Regions from separate parts of the Mus musculus genome. Here region 1 is linked to region 2. The links are chromatin contacts, called in public HiChIP or PLAC-seq maps. All regions are on one chromosome and are shown on one strand. Each heading gives the region's core, a stretch centred on a gene start, on an enhancer-like site or on the middle of the called end of the contact. The rest is flanking DNA. Distances are from core to core; before and after follow the strand shown.

The links. HiChIP or PLAC-seq counts read pairs in DNA pulled down with a chosen protein or histone mark.
Region 1: a contact with region 2 is called in an H3K4me3 HiChIP or PLAC-seq map of the SCID.adh cell line, with 22 read pairs. The contact joins the enhancer-like site here to the promoter of Tox in region 2. A contact is called at or near these places in 2 of 115 datasets of contacts at active chromatin or transcription factors (the SCID.adh cell line and embryonic stem cells) and 2 of 9 other capture datasets (adipose tissue and liver).

The regions. Positions count from the first base shown.
Region 1 is chr4:7,034,989-7,040,765 of GRCm38.p6, reverse strand. No RefSeq gene overlaps it. Among named protein-coding and RNA genes, the nearest start is that of Tox, 47 kb to the right of the region's middle. Within about 2 kb of position 1,570, at least 1 of the 459 cell types and tissues checked has an H3K27ac peak or open chromatin away from gene starts, as enhancers often do. A contact at or near this core is called in the SCID.adh cell line, where this site is marked.
Region 2 is chr4:6,988,744-6,994,684 of GRCm38.p6, reverse strand. Tox (thymocyte selection-associated high mobility group box) reads left to right here and starts at 3,849. Exons shown (of 9, transcript NM_145711.5): 1 at 3,849-4,295. The coding sequence starts at 4,194.

The DNA of each region.
Region 1 (5,777 bases), core at 321-2,820, 48 kb before region 2:
GGCCTATCTAGTCTCAGGTTCTTAACCCTCTGGTCAACTCCAAGCATAGGTCTCAGATCATGGAGTAGACTTTAAGTATAGCCAGATAATGGTTGGTTACTCCTGAATCTTTTGTGCCACTATTGCACCAGCATATCTTGAAGGCAAGTCACCATTGTAGATCAAAGGATTTGTAGTTTGGTTTTTTTCTCTGGTAGCATGCAGAATACCTTTCAGTGCCATGAACTGAAGATTCTACAGGTAAGCAACACCCCAGTTCCTCATTGTTCAATGAGGTATGAAAGTGTTGACTTTAGCAATAGGGCCTTACTATCAGTATGTAGAGAGCAACCAATGGCCTTGGCAATAGGTTCTTTGAGAGCTTCTATGGGGTACCTTTGGATAACAACTCAATTAGATGCAATATATTTCTGACACTGGAAATTTCATTTGCTAGCAAGAGATGTTGAGTCGGGATTTTGTCTCTTCCAATATTTGATGATGCCATTTAAATTTCATTCATATATATACATATTTTAAGAATATTCTATTGTAGTAGGTTTCTAAATTGCCCTCTCAAAGGATCCTTAGTTTTATCTGTCCCTCCCCATATTTTCTCCCTTGCCACCTTTTTTCTTTGTCATGAGATCCACCCGAGGAAGTGTCTAAAATTGTCATTGGGCTGTTTCACTGCATTCAAACATAAGTAAGACAAAATTTAATTGTAAATTAGGCATGCTAAAAACTAGAGACCATAAATACAAAGGAAATTTTTTAACAATATGCTACATTAAAAGTTATATGTATATGACATCTGCCTCAATTCCATAAATTGTGAGGAACAGAAAAAATAGATACACTATGAAGTGGGATAATTTGCAACTGTTCCAGACAGAATAAAATGGCTCAACGTGAAATTTCTTTCTACTCTAAAGAATTATGTGAAATTTAAAACTATGACTTATTTTTTAAAGTTTCTATTCATTTTTATACTATTTTTGGCCTTAGTTAATAACACCATAGAAAAGAAAACCTTAAGTCAGGCCTGTTATATTTTTGTAAATCCTCCTATGAAGATTAGATAGGAAGATTACAAGTTCAGGTCCAATCAGAACTATCTCCTGAAACCCTCTCAGAAGTATAGAAAGTAGAGAGAAAAAGAGGGAATTGGGAAGGGAGGGTAAGAATAGATAGAACTATGGGGAATTCCATCCTCACAGGCAGATCCATCACACACAGCTTCTTCACTTGCTTAAGCTTCCTCAGCTTACTGGTATCCAGCAGTTCCAAGCCCTGACTGTGCCAGAGCTCACCCAGCACCTGTTCAACTCTAACCACAATGACTGTAACCTGACCATGGTTGCCATATTCTGTGGTAACATGTCCATGAAGGAGGTAGATGAAGAGATGTTCAATATACAGAACAAGAACAGTAGCTTCTTCATGCTGTGGATCCTCAACAGTATGAAGACACCCCTGTGTGACATCCCTCCATGAGAACTCAGGTGTCAGCCACCTTCAAAGGCAATGGCACTGGCTGCCAATGATCCAGGAGCTCTTCCAGCCGATCTCAAAGCAGATCACACTCAGGCTTCAGGTCAAGGCTTTCCAGCACTGGTACACCAGGAAGGGCAGACAAGATGGAGTTCACTGGTTGGAAAACAACATGACCTGGTGTGTGAGTGCCAGCTGTATCATGACACTGTGGCTGATGATCAGTGCCAGTTTAAAGAGGACGAGTATAGGAAAGGATGTGGAATAAGAGGAACCTCAGCCCTTGCTTGTGGAAGTGCAAACTCATACAGCTGCTATGGAAACTACTGTCTTGGTTCCTTGAGACTCAGTCTACCTCAAGATTAAGTTATACCACTCCTTGGCATATACAGAAAAGATGTTTCATCCCTACCATAGAGACATAAGTGCTCAGCCGTGTCTTTGTAGCTTTATTCATAATAGCAAAAATTGAAAATTACCCACATGTCCTTGAAGAGACGAATAGATAAAGAAAATGTAGTAATTTACACAATGGAGTATCTCTCACCAATTAAAAATGACAAGGTGAAATTTGCAGGAAAATGGAAGGAACTGGAAGAACGTTAGTCTGAGTGAGACATCAGAGATCCAGAAAGAAAACGTGGTATATATTCACTTATAGGTGGATATCAGCTGTGAAACAATTAATAACCTATAGTCCATAGGCTCACAGAGGGTATGTATAGAGTAAGAGACTGAAGGGAACAGATAGACTTTATTAGGAAAAGATAATAGAGTATATAGTTATGGATGAATAGAGGGACTGACTTGAGGGTATCAAATGGGGAGAGGTGGGGAGAGGAGATTGTGGGAGGGAATATAGGGAAAGACAGCTAATAGTAAGGGGCATTTGAGAAATAGAATAGAAACCTAATACAGTAGAAATTTCCAAGAACATATTATATGCACATATGATTTCTAAATAAAATCATCAAATAATGAGGGAGATAGAGTCCCAGCTGGCCATCTATCATCACCTGGGTTACATCCGATTGAGCTGTTGGTCAAAGAGGCCCCAAAAGAATCCCCAGACAACTCAGACTGTGGCCAAGACACAAATGGATGGCAAGGTTCCACGGCTGAAAAAACCACCTACACAAGCTCATTGAACATGCAGATGTCGACCTACTGCTTAAACAGAACTTTCATCCCTGAGTTCCAGCATTATTGGTCCAGGAAGAAGAACTCTCCACATTAACAAAAAATGAAGCATAAATATCAAACCAGCCAAAAAAATCCTTTAATCTACAATGGTGTACTATCTATGGTGATACAAACCTTGTAGGAGTAACCCATTGATAGATGATTTAACTTAAGTCCCACTCCATGAAATGGAACCCTGCTTAATGCTAGAAATCTAGAACTAGATAGTGGGTCTAAAATGCTGGTCTCAAAAGTAATGTAGTGATAAAATGACTCCTAATGATATTCTTCTATACTTATAGATTAGTGACCTTTTCCACCATTATCATAAAGGCTTTCTCTTGCTGCACATGGGAAAGACACAGAGACCCAGAGCCAGATGTTATGGAGAGAATAAGAAACCTAGGAATACAAAAGACACCGACAAAACAAATCGCTCTAAATCAAGATGATCAAAGTACTTAGGAACTCAGAGACTGAGGTACCATGCACAAGGCCTGCACAAATCTGCATCAAGTCCTTTGCTTATATATTATGACTCCCAGTTTCGTGTTTTTACAGGATTCCTGAGTGTGCAAACACAGAAGTCTCTGATTCTTATGACTTCCCTTTGAATTATTTTCTTTCTATTGATTTGTCCAACTATGATGTGATAGTTTCTGTTCTATTTTATTATATATTGTCTTTATTATATTTTTGAATAATGAATGAATGAATGAATGAATGAATGAATGAAAACTAAACCACTGAGATAAAGCTTAATGACCGAGCTGTCATATTTATACCTGCTAGGAGACCCAAATTCCGTTCTCTCCTTGGAGTGACAGCACTCCAAAAAGACCTCATGTTCAGGAGTAGTTGACCAGAATATAATAGACTCCTCAGTTTTGTGTGTATGTTTATTTAATTACAGTTTGGTGAGATTTTTTTTTTTTTAGTTGGTTGGTTTTGTTTGGTTTGGGGGTGGTATTTTATTCTGTTTTATTGCTTTGGGAGTGTTTTGTTGTTATATTGATTTTTTTGTATCTTGAGAAATAACTTAAAGCTGAATGGGTAGAGAGGGGTGATGATCTGGAAGAACTCAGGGGAGGGAAAATATATTCAAAGTATATTTAAATTTAAAATAGTTTTAAATAAGAAATTTAATAAAAAGGAAAATATTATTATTTTACCCTGAAAGCAGAAATAAAAATATATTTCACAGAAGAAAAGTATTTGTAAACCATTTTCTGAGAAAGATCTAGTAACTAGAATATACCAAAACTATGAAATCCTAGAGATAAAATGTTACAGCTTGTCTTTAATGTGAAAGCCAGTATATTTTAGAAATTAAGCAACAGCTGTGAATAGACATTTCTACAAAAAAAATGTAAGTAGCTAATGTACAAGTCAGAATCACAACAAGGTTTTTACAAAGCCTAGGGCATAATTTGTAGAGTCAAGGATATGTTTCATAGAGTGAGGTTTGGTGTGGTGGGAGGGGATACCTCAGAGTGACCATCCAGAGGCTTCCCCTTCCCCAGAGGTATCAGACATACAACAGATATAGTATAAAACAGAGTTTATTTGGGGGCATGAGAAGGGGAGTTGAGAAGGGAATAGAGGTTGAGAAAGAGAGGGGACAGAAAAAGAGAGAAAGAGAAGCAAAGAGGCCAGCCAGAATACATGGAGGGGAGGGGAAATAGGGATAAAGGGGTCAGAGGGAAAAAAGAGTCAGAGTCAGATAGAGAAGAGGCCAAACAATCCCTTTTATAGCATGCAAGGGCTACCTGGCTGTTGCTAAGTTACTGTTGGGTGGAGTGTAGAGTGAATGCCAACCAAGGTGTTTATCATTTTTAAAAAGGAACCTGGGACAAGCTGGTGAGGAGGTGATTTAAATCTCTCATGGATTGTTGGTAGGAAAGCACAATAGCACAGCCTCCGTGGAACAGATTGGGTTGTTCTTCAGGAAATAAAACATTTGATTTTTATGTACCTTGAAATAACATCCTCAGTTACATATGCAAAAGAACTGAAAACATTGTCCCAAGCTAACACATATACACAGATTCTGAAAGCAACATTGTTCACATTTGACACAGAATAGAAACAGCTAAATGTCCCTTGAAGTAATGAATAGACAAACAATGTATGACTTATTTGTACAGCATATATTATTCTGTGATAAAGGAAGATTCTAATATAGTCTAGCCTATAAATAATCTCCACACAAATTATGCTAATGATGGAAGTCAGAATATCCTAAATAAATAAACCCACAAAGCAAATAATACATTTTGGGTTGTCCTGACCTCAAAAGAAGGAAGAATGTGAAACTGTTAAGTAGGCAACTGGTTCTACTTTGGAGTGATAGTAACTGGATGGAGATGTAAGAAATGCTGTGAGTGGTCCTATAGTGTAATGCTTGTGTTAAAATGCTATATTAACTTTTTTCAACAGAGCCATTTATTTGGTTGTATTAACCTGTTTTAACTTAAGTTTTAGCAGTGACAGGAGTTTCATGTTGAAACCCACATACCAAGTAAGATACTGAATTTTAATTTGTGCATTCGAGGTTTTGATGTGGAATGGATTCTTCTCAGCTTCAACTAAGAAGAATTATACACTGTTGCCCTTAGGGTCTCTTGTTCTGTATTTAATGAAACAGTTTACTATTGATGACTAAAGGAACACATTTTGAATCAGGATACTTTGAAAAACTTGAAAACCATTAGTCTGCAATACCTGAAGTTAATAATACTCCTCATCGCACCATAGCTTGTTTACTTTTGTTCTGAAGTCACATTGACAGTTTCTGTTGTATTATTTTTAAATGACAAAGGAAATCAGTAATTCACTGAGTTTGTGAGTGAGACTAAGGAGAAATTAGATGGACCGAGTTAGTTGTGTAAGTAAGAGCTATGCTTTGAAATCAAAAAGCAAACATAATTCCTCTGTGGCCAAACCAAATTACAAATTGTTACAGTGATCCCTCTTCTTATATTGCTTACTGTACTAATATGTGCATATGGCCTTCTGATTCACTGAGAGTCTTCCACTGGGAAGAGAACTGCTTTTAGTTACATGGGAGGAGTGGACCCCAAGGTGATGTCTGGGTACCACAGAAAGATCGTCTCAGAAGT
Region 2 (5,941 bases), core at 2,600-5,099:
AAGGAAGACCAAAGTGTGGGTGCTGCAGTCCTTCTTAGAAGGGGGAACAAAATACCTATGCGAGGAGATATGGGGACAAAGAGTGGAGCAGAGACTGAAGGAAAGGACATCCAGAGACTGCCCCACCTGGAGATCCATCCCATATACAGTTACCAAACCCAGACACTATTGTGGATGTCAACAAGTGCTTTCTGACAGGAGCCTGATATAGCTGTCTCCTGAGAGGCTCTGCCAGAGCATGACAAATACAGAGGTGATGCTTGCAGTCAACCATTAGACTAATCACAGGGTCCCCAATGGAGGAGTTAGAGAAAGGACTACAGGAGCTGAAGGGGTTTGCAACCCCATAGGAAGAACAGCAATATCAACCAACCAAAGCTCCCAGGGTCTAAACCACCAACCAAGGAGTACACATGGAGGGACCCATGGCTCCAGCCATATATGTAACAGAGGATGGCCTTGTCGGTCATCAATGGGAGAAAAGGCCCTTGGTCCTGTGAAGGCTCGATAACCCAGTGTAGGAGAATGCGAGGGCAAGAGTGGGTGAATGTTTGGGGCACACCCTCATAGAAGCAGGAGGAGGAGGGATGGGGTAGGGAACTTCTAGTGGGGAATCAGGAAAGCAGATAACATTTAAAATGTAAATAAATAAAATATCCAATCAAAAAAAAAAACATGACATCATTGACCCAAGTTTGGAAAAGATTCTAAAGACCATACATCATCTAGCTCAGGGATCATTTTAAGCAGGACATTTTATGATTTTACTGTAATTTGTCTGTTTACTTATTTTATTTGTATTTGGCAGGAGCTCTTGTACCCCAGGCTAGCCTCCAGTCTTCTGTGTAGCCAAAAATGACCTTGAATTTTTTTATTTCTCTGTATCTCTCTCTTTTTTTAGACTTATTTTTAAACTAACACATGTACAGTATTGATCTTCCCTATGGCATTTTCAAACAAGCCTTGGGTTGTTGATTCTTCTCATCTCTCTGACCCTCCCTCCTCATACCCTTCCACTGAATCTGCCTGTTCTATCTTCTGTTTCCCTGTCTCCTGTGTTCTATTGCCTTCTCTCCCGGCTTCCTCAACTCTGTAGTCCCATCTCACGTTTTCCTTTCTAGTTTCATGCCCTACATACATACTTACCCTTGCTTTTATACATACATATGACTGTATTAAACTACGGTCTGCATATGACTGAACGCAATTTTGGTCTTTTTGAGCTAACTCACTATAATACTTTCTAGCTCCATCCATTTTCCAGGTTTCATTTTTCTTTTACAGCTGCATAGAATCCCAATGTGTATAAGGGCCACATTTCCATTATGATTCACCTCTCAATGAATGAGCCTCTACTTCCTTGCTATGCCCAGTTTTAAGTATTGATTTTGTTATTATTTTGTTTTTCATAGCCATATGCAGCCCCCACCCCCCTTTGCTTATTACTATACAAATAAATGGCTGGAGAAATAATTGAGTAACTCAACATGCTATGGACAGAACTATCTCATTTTTAAAGTAGTATTTACTCCAAAGTGTAGCCACTTAAATTTTCCTTAAGTGGAATGGAATATTACTACTCAGTAAAATGTAGACCTTGAGTAGGATGTTAGACAATGGTGGGTATTTAAAGTTATTATATTGATGACCATGCTTTAGTGTTAAGCTCTCTCGTGGTTAATGTACTTTTAGCTCAAATTCCTTAGCATGCAGAGCTCTCATGTTGACTCCACAGACTTCCTGTGAAAGAAATCAGGTTGCTTGCAGAGGTAAGACACAGGTTTCTGGCCCTTGGGTTTCTCATAATGGTAGTGGAAATACGTGATGTGGTACCTCCAGTATGTCCAAGGAGTCAAGACACTGACAGCAAGGACCATTCCAGCGATAAACCAGCCCATCTTTCTGCTGGCCCGAGGGCCAAACAGAAGTTGATTATGAATCCTAGGGAAGTTTATAAACCTCAAACTTTATACAGTATAATTTGTTGATGACAGAAACTTGAGATTACGTGTTTATTTAAAGCTACAGACTTTTTATAGCCCCACCCACTTTAACATCTACAAATGAATTTTAAAATCGGTGCTATGAAGCCCTGAACCTATGTACTTGTTATTGTAAAGACCTTTAATAGAGGAAAGATCACCCTTTCACTTATTTTGTGACTCAGAGGGTTTGAATGCAGAGTGAAAATCCTTCCTCATTTCTAAAGCCAACATCCATCACATTACTCTTAAGGTAAGAAGCTGTGTTCTTCCTACCCATAAAAGGAAGACCTGAGGACAACAGTTTAAGAGAAAGAGGCTACCATGGATGGAAACCAAAGTCAAGGAAAAGTTTCCAAAGGCCTTTGCATAGAGGAGAGAACCCCAGGATGCTAATTTACTATCCTTACAGGGCATCTGTTGCTTCCTCAGATCTTTGCATTTGACTGGTGCTCCTATTATAAGGGAAGAGAAACCTGGAAAAGGCTGCAGAGAGCTAGAGAGTAGCTGGCTATTACCCACCATGTACTAAAAACGGTTTGGGGTGGGGGATGGGAGGTAACAAGACTGTTTCCATATATTCTTTGACGCCAGAAACAGATACCTGTGGACATGAATTTTCCACTTTTTTACAGGGTCTTAGGCCCCTAAGGTGTGAAGCAATCAGGAATTCACCCTTGAAAGGTAAACATTGCCCACCCCTATATTAACTTCTCTCTAAAGTCTTTCTCAGGGAGAACGTAAGATGTCCGCTGGACAGTCATCAGGGTCCCAAAACTCTCCCAGATGCCAGGGGACACAATATTGCAAGTTTTTGGGGTTGACGAAGTAAAGCAAAATATGGATGATATCTTTATCCTACCAACAAAGAGAGCCCAGGGAAGCAGACAGCTGATTCGTGAAGGTTGGGGTGGGCAGTGGAGCTCCAAGAGTGCTACTGGGAATCCAACAGTGAAAGTATAATTCCAAGAGGCAAGTAACTAGCCCAGATGTGTTCCCTGTAGCGCATGGTGTGCTGATAACTGTTTCCTTATTTACCCTTCTAAGCACCCCTGGAGTCTTTTTTGCTAGTCCCGCAAGGGCAGGCTCAGCCTCTGCAAACCCTCCCACTGAGAACCAAAGCCGAATGCCGAGGCTCTCTGAGCACTAACTCCAGGAGCACCGCTCCTCGCACAGAGATCAACTGGGGTCCCTTGGTCAGCTGCACACTAGAATGGGGCAGAGGTTGCGCTCCCTGCAGGCTCCCGAGCAGCGCCACAAGACAGCCTCTCCTCTACCTCCCGCGCGGGGCAGAGGTTGGCAGTGCAGCTAGCGGGCAGGAGTAAGTGGTGGGGGGCTCAAAGAATGGGGTGGGGCGGGGGTGGGGCTGCGGGTGCTGGGCGGGGGTGCGCCACAGCGCCCCCTTGCTGTGCGAGCCCCACGGTGCCCCAGTCAGCCTTTGCTCAGTCTCTCCAGCCCCTTTGTGTGATTGTATCCACCTCCATGGCACCCACCCGGGGGTGCTGACTGGGGCACTGACGCTGCCCGGGGTCCCGCCACTACTGATCGAGCCGCATTCCCTTCTTCTGCGTTTGTCCCTCGCCTGGTTCTCGGTCCCCAACTGTACCCTCTGGGCCGCGTCCAGCCTCTGTCGGCACCCCGCCGGTCCGGGGCACTAGTGTCCTCCGATCTTGATCTCCCCTGCAACACCACACACACTCCATCACTCCCCCATCCCAGGCCTCTAACGTGGAGAAAAACTAAAAGCAAAGCAAGGCAGAGTCTCCAATAAAACGCCCAGTACCCCGAGCCCGAGCGCGAGTGCCGGGCGGCGAAGGGCGCGGGAGGCGGGGATGGGGCGGCGGGCGGGGGGGACAATGAGCGCGTGAAGTTACCTGCCCGGCGGCGGCGGGCCGACAGCGCCGGGGCCGAGCGGACCAGGCAGGCTGCGCGCTCGGTGTGGACGGGTGCGCGCCACGGCTTGGGGGGGAGAGTTGAGCGCTTTTCCACCCTCTGTTTTTTTTTTCCTCTCTCTCTCTTTTCTCTCTCTCTTTTCTTCCTCTTCTTAAACAAACCACAAACGGATGTGAGGGAAGGAAGGTGTTTCTTTTACTCCTGAGCCCAGACGCCTCTCTGTTCCGTCTGAGCTTTTTTTTTTTTTTCTGAGCACTTTTTTTTTTTTTTTTTTTTTCAAAAAGGAAAAGAAAAGGAGTTGCTTGATGTGAGAGTGAAATGGACGTAAGATTTTATCCTCCTCCAGCCCAGCCCGCTGCTGCGCCCGCCGCTCCTTGTCTGGGACCTTCTCCCTGCCTGGACCCCTACTATTGCAACAAGGTGAACACTCTGCTTTTGTCTGCACCGATTCTGGCGGCTCGATCCCGGGAGGGGGGCAGCGGTGGCTGGACCGCGATGGGGCCCGCTGGGCGGACTGGGCCGGCTCGCAGAGGCCCGTCCCGGGCGCGCTCGGTCGCAGCCCGCGGCGGCGCTGCGTGCGCTCGGGTAGTAAATATTGTGGAGCAGCTCCGGGGGTTTGCCAAACAACGCGATTGTGCGGAAAGTGACACGATTTGCTCGGATTCTTTCCTTCCTGCTGTTCGCCACTAAGGATCCCTGCTTAGGTTTGCCGGGAGACATTTAAAAAAAAAAAAAAAAAAGCGAGAGATCGAGAGAGAAAACCCACGGAATACTTTGGGGGTGTGTCTGGGGTCTGGGAACTGAGGCAGAGTAGGAGAATTCAGTTTATATTCTAGTTCCTTCTTCTCCCTCCCTTTCTTGGACAGCGGGGGCTCGTGGCATCGCTTCCTTGCTCCGGATCACTTGCCAGAGGAGCAGCTAGGAGTCGGGGTGCAGGGACCCCGGAGGATCCGGCGTTCCCACACCGTGAAAATTATTCTGTAACTCTTTTGTTTTCTGTTCCGGCCGCCGAACTGGAGTTCGGACGCTGGCCCTCGAGACCAGGACGCTGTGGGCTAGTCGCATTATGATTTGGGGGAACAGATCTCGTTTGGGGGGTGTGGGGTGTGGAAATAGCAAGTTTACAGGAAGCCAAGCTAGCGCTTTGCATTCAAGTGTAAAGCTCCGACGCTCTTTGCCTGGCTGAAGCAGGGTCCCTGGCTGGGCTACATCATAGTCTGCTGACTTGGGCCACACAGGACAGCGGAAAGGTATTTAATGCTGGTGATCCAGAATGAGAACTCTGGCGAAGCTGCCCCGGAGCTCAGCTTGGCCCAAGGATAGGACAGCCAGGAGTTTCTAGGGAAGTAATTGCTCTCCTGGCTTCATGCACGCAAAACCTGAGAGGGACACGGAGGGACCGGAGGGATCGTCTCCAAGAGCAGCCACAGGCCACATCTCTCCTCTCCTGGGGCTTGGTGGATTTGTCTAAGCAGTCCTAGCTGATAGAGGTTGCTGGGGACAAGAAGGTCTCTGAAATGCATGGCAAGCCTTTTGGACTCCCAGTTCTTGCTTGATAAAAACCCCCGGCAGATTCTTCCAGTCCTTTCAGGCACTTCACTGACAAGTAGATTAATTCTTTGGGGAAAGTCTTTGAAACTCCCAACATTTGTCTCCTGAGGAGTCCTCACTTTAAAACGTGATGTAGAGGTGTTTAGCACCCCTGCCTCCTGGACTCTCTACTACCATACAGGCTAGTAGTTCTCAGCTCTCAGTCTTGATTATTACACACACACACACACACACACACACACACACACACACACACACACACACACAGCTGTGAGTTACAAAGCCTACAGTCACGCCACAGAGAAGCAACTGGGTGCCATGTCCACTGTAATATTCAGTAAGAGTTGTGAGCAAAGGTTAGTAGTTAGGCAAAGGGGTAATACAGGTCTTGAGGCCAGGGGCAAGTTGAACTTCAGCACGCACAGCAAAGTTGGTGAAATGAAGTTTTACACTGCTGCTAACACCATTCTTGCAGCCTAGAATATATTTTGACTTTAGAACTAAGGGCTTTATGC